Regions from separate parts of the Pan troglodytes genome. Here region 2 is linked to region 1. Evidence: chromatin contacts called from public Hi-C data. All regions are on one chromosome and are shown on one strand. The core of a region is the stretch at or near the end of the contact, and the rest is flanking DNA. Distances in the headings are between cores, read along the strand shown.

Region 1 (6,777 bases), core at 2,550-5,049:
TTTTTTTTTTAATTTTTAGTAGAGACAAGGTCTTACTATGTTTTGCCCAGGCTAGTCTCGAACTCCTGAGCTCAAGTGATTCTCCTCCTGCCTCAGCCTCCCAGAGTGCTGGGATTAGAGGTATGAGCCATCACACCTGGCCTGTTTTGATTTTTTTAATATGCAAATGAACTTTACAAATTAATGAGTACTGCAAAAAAATGTACTAATGGTACTAATACTAATATAGGTTACTAGGATTCAGTTATTTGGAGGAATTTTATACTTATTTTCCTTTCAATATTATTTAGATTTAAAGTCAGAAAGATCATGAGTATATTCTATGATATCTAAGATATCAAATATATTCACTCTGTCACCCAGGCTGGAATGCAGTGGCACAATCTCGGCTCACTGCAGCCTCTACCCCCAGGGTTCAAGTGATTCCCTAGCCTCAGACTCCCGAGTAGCTGGGACTACAGGTGCCCACCACCACGCCTGGATAATTTTTTTTTTTTATTTTTAGTAGAGACAGGGTTTCACCACGTTGGCCAGGCTGGTCTTGAACTCCTGACCTCAAGTGTTGTGCCTGCCTCAGCCTCCCAAAATGCTGGGATTACAGGCATAAGCCACCATGCCCTGCCTGATATCAAATATATTCTGTACTATCATTGCATTTCTATAAATATTATGAAATTATTTTCGAAGACATGCTTTAAAAATCAAAATGGGCCTGGCATGGTGGTTCACGCCTGTAATCCCAACACTTTGGGAGACCGAGGCAGGAGGATCACTTGAGCCCAGAAGTTCAAGACCAGCCTGGGCAACATGGTAAAACCCTATCTCTACAAAAAATACAAAAATTAGCTACATGTGGTGGCATGCACCTGTAGTCCCAGCTACTCGGGAGGTTGAGATGGGAGGATCACTTGGGCTCAGGAGGTCAAGGCTGCAGTGAGCCATGGTTATACCACTGAACTCCTGCCTAGGCAACAGAGTGAAACCTTGTCTCAAAAGAAAAAAATAAACAAAATGAAGAAGTCTTTCATGAATGAAGATCGTATTAATGAAACCATTTCAACGTGGTTTGGTAATCCTGGGAAACATTTTGGTTCAGAGAATTTGGATCAGAGAGTTGTTTGCTCAGCCTCCTAAAAATGTGCTGATTTGAGATTGGCATGAGAATCAAAGGTGCATATCAGTCTAACTTTACTGATTCTTAGTGTCCTTATTTTTTCATATAAAACTAGGGGAATATGTCAGAAAATGGATGGTATGATATATTGGCAGAAAGATTTCATGACATCAACAAATGTTTTATAAACATATACTTAGTTTTTGAAAAAGGTGGAGTCTGAGAATTTTAATGCTGGACCACAAATAACCACTTTAAATGCATTTGTCATGACTGTGTTCTCCTTTGGTGAGCACTACAGGCCTTTTTGGTAGGCATTGTTGTGCCTGACCCTGAAGTTATGCCCTCCTGGGCCCAGAAGAGAGGAATTGAAGGAACATATGCAGATCTCTGCACAAATAAGGTTGGTATCTTGGGGCTGTCTCCTGAAAGGTTACTGAATGTTTTATGATTCCACATAATGAGAAGACAGAAAAGTTGTAGACCAGTGAAATTCGAGCTCGTATGAAATTTCTAACATTACTTTATATATAGTGGGGATTCTAAACCAGAGATTTGTCTTTTTGTTACTGAAGAAACTCATATTTCTTCTTAGAAAGATTGACAAATGTTTGGATTTTAAGCCAGGAGACATCACAGAAAGCTTATCCAGCCCTGTTGCTTTGTGGCTTAGAGGAGAGTCCAGGGAGGGTGGTAACTTGCCCAAGGTCACACAGCTGGTTAGCAGCAGAGTCAGATGTGAGCATAGGCTTTCTGACTCACCTGCCATGCTCCTTCAGATGTAAGGTGGATTTTGTATCTGCTGGGTGTAGACAGCTAGTCATGGAATAGAAAAAGTAGCACAATTCTTCCTGCTTAGAGCATTAGCTACTCACACCTTCCTGAAACCTTCTAATGGCACATCTAGAACTCTGTGGAGGAGGTCGCCGTGCTGTGACTCAGTGTAGCCCCTTGAGTCACATGGTCCATTTCTTAGTAGTAGCCATAGGCCCTCCCTCTCCTACTGGACCCTGGGCCCTGGGCTCATCTAGGGGTAGCAAGACTCACCAGGCTGACCAAAAGCCTGCTTTAAAAAAAAAATTGAGTGGTCCCTTAGTCCATTCATGGTCACTCCTTTGGCCATTTCAGGTACTTACTTGCCAGATGAGAGGTGGTAATTGGAGTGTTGCCAGGGAGTATCAGCCTCAGTTGCAGGCTGTGGGTTAGCACATGTTGGCACAATCATCAGTTGCACTTTACCCAAAAGTGTTGTTTCCTCTACCTCCATTTTGAAATGTGTTCTTGTCTTGTAATTTTTCTCATATGGTTTGATTCAGGATCTGAAGAAAGCCATTTTGGAAGATATGGTGAGGTTAGGAAAAGAAAGTGGACTCCATTCTTTTGAGCAGGTAACTGTTACCTTCCCCATACTCGTTACAACCCTTTAGGCAGTGATGAAAATTAAATTAACCCATGGTGACCCTGACCTAGATTCCTGACTTTTCATGGTGTGGCCCGCCAGCAGGCTATGTACCAATGGACCCCTGAAGGCCTGTTCCAAGCTGCCTCCTGAACCAAAATAGGTCACATGTCAAAAGAGATTGCACCCATCCTTATAATTACAAACTTTCCTAAGGCTGAAATAATACCCTAGCTGTCACTAATAAATCATGTGTACATGATCTGTCTTCCAAGCTTCCTGCATTACCGAAGACGACAGTCCTATCTTATTTTTATTTTTGTGGGGACCATCTTCTTCGCTTCAGCAGACAAGTTTACTTGTTAGGAGGACACTGGAAAGATTGGTCTCCTCGGGCCAGTGATCTGTCAGCCCAGCATGCCCTCTGTAAAGAGGAGGAAACAGAATGCTTTGGGAGAGGACACAGCAGTCCTCCAAGACTTTTTTTTTTTTCTGCAAGGTTGGGTTCTTACTGTAATTGAGCTCATAAGCATACTTACTCTGACTTACATATACCATTTATACATCCTCTTTTGTCAAAAATTCAAAGAGAAAAATGCTTCAAATGGAAAAATATTAATATACTGATTTTTAAAATTTCCTTATATTTAAAATAATTGTTTTTCATAAGATAAACATTTCATTAAAATAATTGTTTTTCATACAAGTTTGTTACCCAAAATTTAGTGACAGGGGTCTTCAAGTTTGACAAGAATCTTTAAATTTTGTATGTTTGCTTAATAACCTAAAAACATTTAAAACCAGTTTAAAATATAAAACTCTTATAGTGCTTTAATTTGCAATTAAAAAAACATTTTCATGGATTAAAATTTTTATTTTTTAGTTTCAAACTATGGAAATCTAAGCATAGTTTCAGGGTCCAAAAATACTGTTTTTCTTTATGAATAGATCTTTACATTAATCCATTTTGAGAAACACTGCTTTACCCTCAACTGTCAGTATGTTTTAGGGCAATTTAGGCCTGGGTAAATAAATATTTTTTAAAAGTATGGAATCTGAGGCATTCAGGCAAGTTACATTTATCTTTCTAAAAGAAAAAGGTCAATTTTGGCATATGAACTGACTTCATTGCCCTTCCTCAGTGGGGAGTTGTGTGATGGGATCCTCTGTGATCATGTAGACCAGAGACCACAAATGAGTGGTCGTAGGCCTGGCTGGTCTGGGCCTACGTGGATTTGAAGGGCTGGCTGCAGCCTAAGCTGCAGTTCACGCAGACATCCTGGTGCATTCACAAGGCCTTCACGCCCCCTGCTGGTGTTTGGATGCGGGACCTGTCCCAGGGCACACAGAGTATCATGACACCCAGATTCCTCTTCATGGAAAAAAATACCAACTCTTAAGATTATGCTTAAAAGAGACCTTTAGTTAAGTTTCCAGTGTTAACCATTGCTCTGGTTAGAGCTTTCACTGAGAGGAGACGAGTTCTTGACTTTCCACATGCCTTTCGCAGAGTTTCTGCTCTAATAATCTGCCCTCACCATGGTAACCTCAAATACACAGAAGTCATGTGGGATCTCAGAGGCCTTTAGTTTTATTGCCAAGGCTGTCGCCTTTTGATTTTCTCTGTTCTCATTCTCCTCTTTGTTGGTCTATGACATCCTCCCTACCATAGCCAGTGTGTGCCCTCAGCTGACCACAGGAAAGCAAAAACCAGGCCTCATGCCTGAGGAGGGTGTGCTCTCAGTTGTGATCCAAAGCGCAACATAAATTATTTCAGTTAATACATAATCCATTGTCAGCTTGTCCTTTTCCCTCTTCCTCAAAAATAATGGCCAATTAAGGCATAACTCTAATTAAACACACACATACACACACAAATAACGAATTCAAGTTCAATATCCAAAGTTTAAGTCATTCAACAAAAGCTTTAGGAGTTCAGACTTACTGGACTTGGTTGATCTGAATTAAACCTTGAATTAGAAAAACAAATGATGTAATTTAATTTCCAAGAACAGACAATTCCTAGAACTAGGCCAACCATTATTAATTTATGGAGATCTTTGGAAGATATATTTTAATGAGTAGATGGCTGGGCAGTATTTGAGCATACTTAACCATGATTTAACCATTTGTTTGACATTTATATGCCTTATTAATTTGCATAGGCAATACAATGTGAACTTTGACACTTGATAGATTTTTCAATTTCTGACTAATTAAGCACTCACTAAAAATATTTTATTGTATCTCCTTTCATTGAAATGAATACTTACCTAACCAATTTGCCTTTAAATAAGAAAATGAGCATTTCCCTAACTCATGTAATTGTTTTTTTTTTACTTTATCTCTCCTGTTCTAAATTATTCACTCTGTGTTTATTATCTACAAGCAATATTGTGTTAAAGGATTTCATTAAGACCACTGAAAAACTTAAAATACTATGTCTCTAAAATTATGAAGTTTGTGCTTTTATGAGTTGGCATAAATGGACAATTTTGAGGAATTTTATTCCAAGGCCATATTTAAATGTTACAGTATTTCTGAATTATTTTTAAAAATCCTGTAGCATCTCTTTTCAGTGAAAAGAGTATGGTTTCAGGAAGGGAAGCTAACATTAGGCATCTCCCTTTTTCTTTTCCCAACAAAAACTTTGCTAATTAAAAAATGGAAATTCCAGTTTCATGAAGTGTGTGGCATAAAGAGAGAATAAGGACTCTCATACCTTTTTTTAAAAAGTTCACAATTGGACAGTTTGGCTTTAGGAGAAAATAATTATTATAAAAAATGAACATATGCTTTTATCATTGATTCACTTCTAAAAAAAACTATAGGTTTGCGGCCCATAGTTAAAGTCAGTGTCAGTTAAACAACTGGCTGACTCATTTTTTTCCACTTACTGCCTATATTTTTTAGTCACTCAAGCAGGTTGTATAGGTATTTTCATAGAAGGATTTAAATAGTCCAAGGGCCGTAGGTCAGACCAGACCAGGGACTGGCAGCCTAGCAGCAGTGCCGCTCCGACCTGCTCACTAAGGGACTGAAAGGTGAGCCCAGAGCAGGCTGTCATATTTCTTGGGCTTCTGCAAGGCTGTATTTAACGATATAGCCTCTTCTCAGGCAGAACTATTTTGTAGACAGCCACATAGAGCTGCAGATGTCCCACTCAGCCATTTAGGTTTGGGGAGGTAGCTGGATTGGCAATATTCCACATCTACCTGTTGATGCTGTTCTTTCTTCCTAAGATCATAATGTTTTCTTTTACATTTCTACTTAACCATATAAATGACATTATATACCTCTCCTTATGAAATCTATATTTCCAGTACTGTATTTTTTAGTAGTTTCTGCTTGTCACTGCTGGCTTTTCAAAGATACTCACCCCAAGTTCCCATACTGAACATAGACTCTTGTCCCAATTATACAATGTTCTCCACATGCTGTTAGGAATGCAGACAAGCCGAAACCCAGGCTACAACACTGAGAAATTATATCTTGGCATTTGTATCTCCTTTTTAAAAGCATATTATTAATTTTAATAACAAAAGAAAGTGGATAGATGGTTTGCACTTACCGGAAGTCTTCATGTGATAGTGCTTCTACAGAAAGAAATTTTTTTTGAAAAGTTAAGGATATTAGTACTGTCAATTTTTTAGTTTTTCATTTTGACAGTAAAGGTTAGTTACTACTGCATTAAATCCCTGTAACTAAGATTAAATTTTATTTTGATTGTGTTAATGTTTTCTTTAAGCTAATTAATTTTGTCATCAAATGGTGATTTCCAAACTTATTTAAGTAGAACTTAGATGACATCTTATATAAAAATTAAGCATGCACAAAACATAAGAGCAGTGCTACTCAGGTTGGTTTAGGGCTTGAGTCAGAGCTTCTACACACACACTTTTCCTCCTAAGCACCTCACCTCATCTTCCCACCCTTCTCCATTTCCTTTCTACCCTTACCTATCTAAACCCCACTTCTACACCATCCCCAGCAGTGGCCTCTGCAGATCACCTAGTTCTCAGTGCACTATGGTTTAAAAACGTCTCCCTTGGGACCTGTTTCCAATAAATATTGGGTCTCCTAGGATGGTTTATGTTTTGTAACAACAAATTAGGAAAAAAGTATATTCTATAGGGTACAAAGAACAGCAGCCCTATTCCTTATTGAATCTGTGCTTCTTTGAATGTCAAGCATACTGAGAGAGTTTTCAAACAAAACCCTTTTTACAATAACCATATCTGATTTTGAAACACTTGATCATACA
Region 2 (6,276 bases), core at 3,059-5,558, 54 kb before region 1:
AATTTTCAATTAGAAGAAACCCTCCCCAATAAGCGGGGTTAATTCATGCCTGACAGATGGGCAATGGCATTTCCACAGGGCAAGTGCTCTCCATGCAGGCAGGGACCTTTTGTTTGTTTACTGCTACATCCCCAGGACCTAGAACAATGCCTTGCACATAGTGGGGACTCAGCATATACTTGTTAGATGAATGAATGCGCGAATGGCTCTCATGTATTCATTGTTTAAAATGCAAAGAGGTAATAACATGGGAAAAAAACTCATGTTAGGTTTTTAAAAAGCAGCATAAGGGCCAGGCACGGTGGCTCATGCTTGTAATCCCAGTACTTCGGGAGGCCAAGGTGGGCAGATCACCTGAGGTCAGGAGTTTGAGACCAGTCTGGCCAACTTGGCAAAACCCTGTCTCTACTAAAAATACAAAAATTAGCTGGGAGTGGAGGTGGGCGCCTGTAATCCCAGCTACTCGGGAGGCTGAGGCAGGAAAATCGCTTGAACCCAGGAGGCAGAGGTTCAGAGGTTGCAGTGAGCCGAGATCATGCCACTGCACTCTCCAAAAAAAAAAAAAAAAAAAAAGGGCAACATAAGATACTGAATAAACAATATCCATCATTCATTTATTCATTCAACAAGTATTTCTTGAACTGCACTACACATGGGGAAAAGACAGGGTTGATGTAAAGATTAAACAAGTTAGCATATTGTATTAGGCTGCTGGAGCTGCCATAACAAAAATACCACAAACTTGGTAGCTTAAACAACAGAATTTTATTTACTTATGATTCTGGAGGCTGGAAATCTAAGGTCAAGGTGATGGTAGAGTTGGTGTCTGGTCTGCAAGACCTCTCCTTGTCTTACAGATGACTGCCTTCTCTCTGCAATAAAGTTATCACAATAAACTTTCTCGCAATAAAGTTCAGGCCTTTATTCCTGATGTTACTCTTCTTATAAGGACACTAGTCCTATTGGATTAGTGCTCTACCCTTATGACCTCATTTATCCTTACTTACCTTAAAGACCCTGTCTCTAAATACAGTCACATTGAAGGTTAGAGCTTCCATATATGAATTGGGATGTGGGGGACACAATTTGGTCCATAACACATACGTAAAGTGCTTAGAAATAATGTCTGGCTCATACTAAGCCCTGTGTAAATGTTGGATATTATTATTGTTGTTAGGAAATATACAGAACTGCATTAGTTATTATTGCATTCTCATTGGGGGATGAAATTACAAGTGATTTTATCTTACACTTTTCTGTATTTTCCAAGATTTCTATGTTGAACAATTTTACTAATCTGAGGGGGAAAAAACACCACTACTCAGTAAAAGACATGGTTGAATATTGTTTGCAGCTCCCCAACCATTATATCATGTGTTAAAAGCCTTTGCTCCAGATTGGGTAGTTATCCTTAGTGGATTCTTTGTTGAGTTTCAAGTTTTTGGTTCAGGTCTCCGAATATGTGGTTGTCAGAATACAGAGAAGCAAAGACCTGGCTCAGCCCACCCAGCCCCATCAGTCAGAGCTTCCACTAGGAGATGCAGTAATGGGGACAGAGGATGCATCATGCTGTGTGCCAGCCCCCTATCCACACCCTCTGGAGGGCAGGAAAGACCTTCAGCAGTGGGATGGTGAGTGGATCAATTTGAGTTCTTGGCTCCAAACTGACTAAACAAAGTCTGGACTGACTGTTTTAATCGAAAAAGAGTACATTAAAGAACATGTTCACTTCTAAAAGACTCAACTTTTGGGGCAGTTCAAGAAACAGGCTCAAATTTCAGTTTCTGAAATGACTCCCAGAATCATCCACCATCCATGGCTTCTGTTACCACCCTTGTGCCAGCAACGTAGATGCCATGTGCATGACTTTCTTTCACTCATTTCTGGCTTTTTTATCGAAGGCTCATTATCCCATTACTCAGTGTGTTTCATTGGTACAGTCTAAGTCACTAATCCACTCCTAGCTGCAAAGGAAGCTGGAAAAGTGAGTTTTCTGGATTCTACCAGAGACACTTGCAACTTGGGAAACTATCAAAATGTAGGAGAGAATGAATGAAAAATGAATAAATGGGAGTCAGGAGCCCAGAACTGCTGTGTGACCTAAGACAGTTGTTCGCCTTTCCCAACATCAGTCTTCTGCTCTGTCAAATGGGATAATATCCTCTGCATTCTTTGGGCCAGACCCCATGCCAGGGCTGCAAATAGATGATTAGGCTCCTGCCTGCCAACCCACTCAGAGATGCTAGTCTGGGAGGAGATATGTGTGAACATGGCTGGCAGCTATGGTGGCTGGATTTGCTGGCTAAGGACCAAGAGGGATATCCAAGGGCTCCCCAGCCTGGCCTGGGCATTTCTGGGCCCTGGGTTCCATGGATGCCACACCCATGCAGTCTAGGGCCTGAGTCACAGCGTCTACCCATGCCTGCAGATGGTCCACAGATTGAGACTCACAGAGAAGGAAGAAGACCTTGGGAACTCAGGACAGGAAAGAACAAGTCCCATTACTCAGTGGAAGGAACAGGCCTAGAGAAGAGAGAGACCTGGCCATGATCCCACAACCAGGCTAGGGCCTTTCTGTCCCCATCTCTCAGGGGAAGCCAAGCCATGCTCAGAGGAAAACAGAAAAATACTTGGCTAAGCTAGAATCAGTCACAGCTCCAGTACTGGTTTTTGAATTAAAATATTCACAAGTAGCAGAGACATCTGTAGGGAGAGTAACGGGATGCGACATCCTGCTGGAGGCCAAGCTAAATGTGTCCCATGACATCACTCTGAAGAGGAGGCTGCCAGAGCCGCATAGGGCCCGGAGTGCTCCTGCAGCTGAGTGCCGCAGAGGCCTGAGGCTTGCAGCCTGGCTCCTGGCCCCCTGCTCTGTGAAGAAATGCTCTGTTGGCCCACTGGCCTATGGGGAAATTACCTGACCACCTCCCTATACCAGTCTGGTCTGGGGAGATATGTTCTTTCTGCCCAGCCTTCTGGTTCCTCTGGGTCTCCTCTTCAGTACCAGCAGATCTCCAGTTACTCTGCTGCCAGTGGGAGTGTATGGGTGGGGTGGGGGGATTCTGAAAGCCATGTTACTTGCTGGGAGGAGTCCTGCCACACAGCCTCTGTCACACCCTCTTGGAGGAGCCCTGCCAAGCTTGAGATCCCAGCAAAGTCCCTGCCAGGCTGTGGCTGAGTTCAAGCTGGAGCAGCTCTCCCAGGAGTCCAGATCCTATGATGGAGAAGGTGTAGGATCCTATTGTAAAGATTGGAAGTGACTCAGAGGCACACATCTGCACACTTGCACCACTACAAGGTGCACACAGGCCTGGGCACATACATGCCATGTACTCGTACTACAGATACAGGCCCCCACACACACCCAGCTGCTGAGCTGTGGGCGCACATGCATTCATGGCTGATGGTCTCTGGTGGGCCTGAAGAGATCTCCTGCTCTTCCACTCTCTGCTTCCTGACTTCTGCTCTCTGGTTTTCTATCCTCTTCTTTCTGGGCTGTGGCTCAGCCAGCTCCTGGCCTGGGAGGGCTGCGTATAGAGAAGGCCCGGCTGCCTGAGCGCTGTCCTCGGTGCTGGAGTCCTGGTGGGCTCTGCATGCTTGAGGAAAACAAGCAAGGGCATTGGGAGGAGGTGATCTTGCTTGGAGGTGCAGATGTTCATGGGGTGCCCACCAGGATGCCTACCCTTATTATTTCAGAAAATGTGCAACTGGGCTTCCTCCTTTCAATGGCAGACACTGCAACAGGTGTCCAAGCCCTCTGCCCAGCAGTGTGGGCATCTGTGGCTGTGTGTGGCTATATGGCCATTCATTGTGGCTATGAGGGGCTTCTTGAGACCTCGTGTGCCACATACAGTTGTGTACGAAGATCATGATTTCCTCATGAGACACCTGTGATTCCATGTGGCTGCCTGTGACCATGTTACTACTGGTGAACACATATGGCAGCCTGTGATCACACTGAGTCTCCTGTGACCTTGCGTAGCCTCAGACCTGAACTCGTGCGTCCCCAGATGATCTGGGCACTATCTGGTCTAGCTGCCCGATTTGTCAGAGCCTAGGTGAAAACTTGCCACTCCCTCCCCTCACTGATTTGCAGAGGTGGCACCCGGAGGCTCCCCATGTCTGCAAAATTGGGTCCTAGGGGGCGTTGGTGTCAGCAGGCACCAGCCCACAGGAGTGTGCACCTCCTAGGACAGGTAACCGCGACCCGGCTGCCATTCGAGCCTGCCCAGCCATAAAAGCCAGGATGCGAGCCGCGCGGGGGCAGGGTCGCGTGTTGATGGGGTGGGTGGCGGCGGGGTGGGCTCAATGTCACGCTCTGGCGCTCGTCGCCCGTGCTCCCCCTTCCAGCCGGTTTCCGCAGAATGACAGGTACTGACGTTGGGGAGCGGGGCCGGAGAGGGCTGGTTCGCTCTGCGGCCGGGCCCCTCCCCCGCCCGGGAGCTTGGCGGTTCCGACACCGCGGTCAGTGCGGGGCAAGCCCCAGACCCGGCCAGGCTGCAGGGCAGGGAGTAAGGCTCGGTTGCGAGTGCGCGCCGCGCCCTCCCCCTTGAGCCGTCTCCGCAGCGGCGCGGGGAGGCGGGAGCTGCGGGGCCGGAGGGCGGGGGCTAAAAATACCCGGCAGCGGCGGCGGCGGCGCGGCTACTGCTGGGGCTGCTGGGCTGCGGGGCTGCGGGCCGGGGAGGCCGGGCCGGGCCCCGCTGACCGCCATGCTGACCTTCTTCCTCGTGTCGGGGGGCTCCCTCTGGCTATTCGTAGGTAAGTGCCCGTCCTGTCCGCGTCCGGGACTCCCATCTCCCGCAGGCTATGAGGTCTTCGCCCGAGGTGGAGGTGTTACATCTCCGCGGCCGCCGAGCCCCCATCGCCTGCTGCTGAGCTGTCCCGTCAAGGTCCCCAGGGCCGCCTAAGTACACCCTCCGCCCCCAGTTCTCGCGGGCTCCGGGCCGGGTTTGGGGAGCACCTGGGTCTGCGGAGGGAGATAGGGGGCTTGCTCTCTGCGACCCCACCACAAACCCCCGCCGAGTTCTTGCGTCCCCCTTCCCTGATGGCAAGGACCATCCGCGGATCAGATTAGGCCCTGAGCCAAGGCCAGGAACAGACATTGCGTCCTTGTCCATCTCCTGGGACCAGAAACCGAGGGTGTTGGTCCCCGAGGTCCCACAGCAGGTCAGCTATGTAACCCGGACTGACCTGGGCTTCCTGATCCCGGCGAGGGGCTTCCTCACGACCCCTCCCTGCCCGTCCTTCAGCCAGAGTACAAGATTTCTGTAAGGTAGGGTTCACCTGGCTCCTCTGCTCTGCCCAGGGCTGCTGTGTCTCCACTGTTTCCAGACCCCTCCCCTCCACCTCACAGGAGTCAGCTTCACCACTGCACTTCTTAGGCGGCTACAAGGACCCCTGCTCGATCCCGCCTCCGCGCTTACCTCCCTCAACCCCCCATACACCCACACCTGGAGTCTCACCACAGGCCCTTTTATCTGCCAGTTCTACTACCCGCACCGGCTACTTCCCCTCTCTGAGCCTGGGGTCCTCCAGAATATAATACCACTAAAGGATCTCCACCTCCACCCCAACCCCCATGTGCAGATTCAGCCTGATAATTTGTGTGCAGTGCTTGATCCTTAAATTGGCCTTAAACCTGTCCTAGGCCACAGCAAATGCTCTATGAATGTTAGTGTTTATTATTATCTCACATTCAAACAGCACCATCAGAAGTGGTAATAAAGCTTTTTCTGAGCCAAGGAAGGGGAGGAAGTTGACCCTTTTGAAATCCTTACCTGAGGCTTTGTATGTGTTATTTAATATTCATGGAAAACCCTAGGAGGTCGGTGGCACCATCCCTTTTTTTACTGAGTTCAGAGGTCAGTTGACTTGCCTAGTGTCACATGGATATCTGGCAGACTGGGATTCCATTCGAGGTTTTAATTGATCAACCAATGCTAAGTGCTTGGCTGGATCAGGCCTGAACCTGGAGGGTTGGTGGGCCAAGTAATCACTTCCTTCACCACCACCATTTCCTTAAGTTAGGCCACAGGGACACTTCCCCTGAGCTGGGAGAGTGAGTGAAGCCTCCCTAATCCCCTCAGCTCCCTAAGCTCCTTCTGTCTGCCAGTGTCTGTGACCGGCTGTGCAGGGGAACTCTAGTCCTGAGGCACATCCAGCAGACAAGGGCAGGGCTAGAGCTGGGGTTGGAGGTAAAGGGCAAGGATAATTAAAATAATGGTGATGGTGGTAGTAACAGCCACCATTTAATGCCTGAGTGATGGATGTTCTCAG

Evidence for each region. Hi-C and Micro-C count contacts between places; a contact is called where the count stands out from the background.
Region 2: a Hi-C map of stem cell-derived neural progenitor cells shows a contact between it and region 1, with 3 times the contacts expected there. The contact joins the promoter of ACSL6 here to the enhancer-like site in region 1. A contact is called at or near these places in 4 of 7 Hi-C or Micro-C datasets (induced pluripotent stem cells, a lymphoblastoid cell line and stem cell-derived neural progenitor cells), 1 of 1 datasets of contacts at active chromatin or transcription factors (stem cell-derived excitatory neurons) and 1 of 1 other capture datasets (stem cell-derived neural stem cells).

What each region holds. Positions count from the first base shown.
Region 1 is chr4:129,719,438-129,726,214 of NHGRI_mPanTro3-v2.0_pri, reverse strand. ACSL6 (acyl-CoA synthetase long chain family member 6) reads left to right here. Exons shown (of 21, transcript NM_001280466.1): 19 at 1,416-1,517; 20 at 2,431-2,502. Among named protein-coding and RNA genes, the nearest start is that of MEIKIN, 13 kb to the right of the region's middle. Within about 2 kb of position 3,799, at least 5 of the 24 cell types and tissues checked have an H3K27ac peak or open chromatin away from gene starts, as enhancers often do. A contact at or near this core is called in stem cell-derived neural progenitor cells, where this site is marked.
Region 2 is chr4:129,774,017-129,780,292 of NHGRI_mPanTro3-v2.0_pri, reverse strand. ACSL6 (acyl-CoA synthetase long chain family member 6) reads left to right here and starts at 4,308. Exons shown (of 21, transcript NM_001280466.1): 1 at 4,308-4,371. The coding sequence starts at 4,365.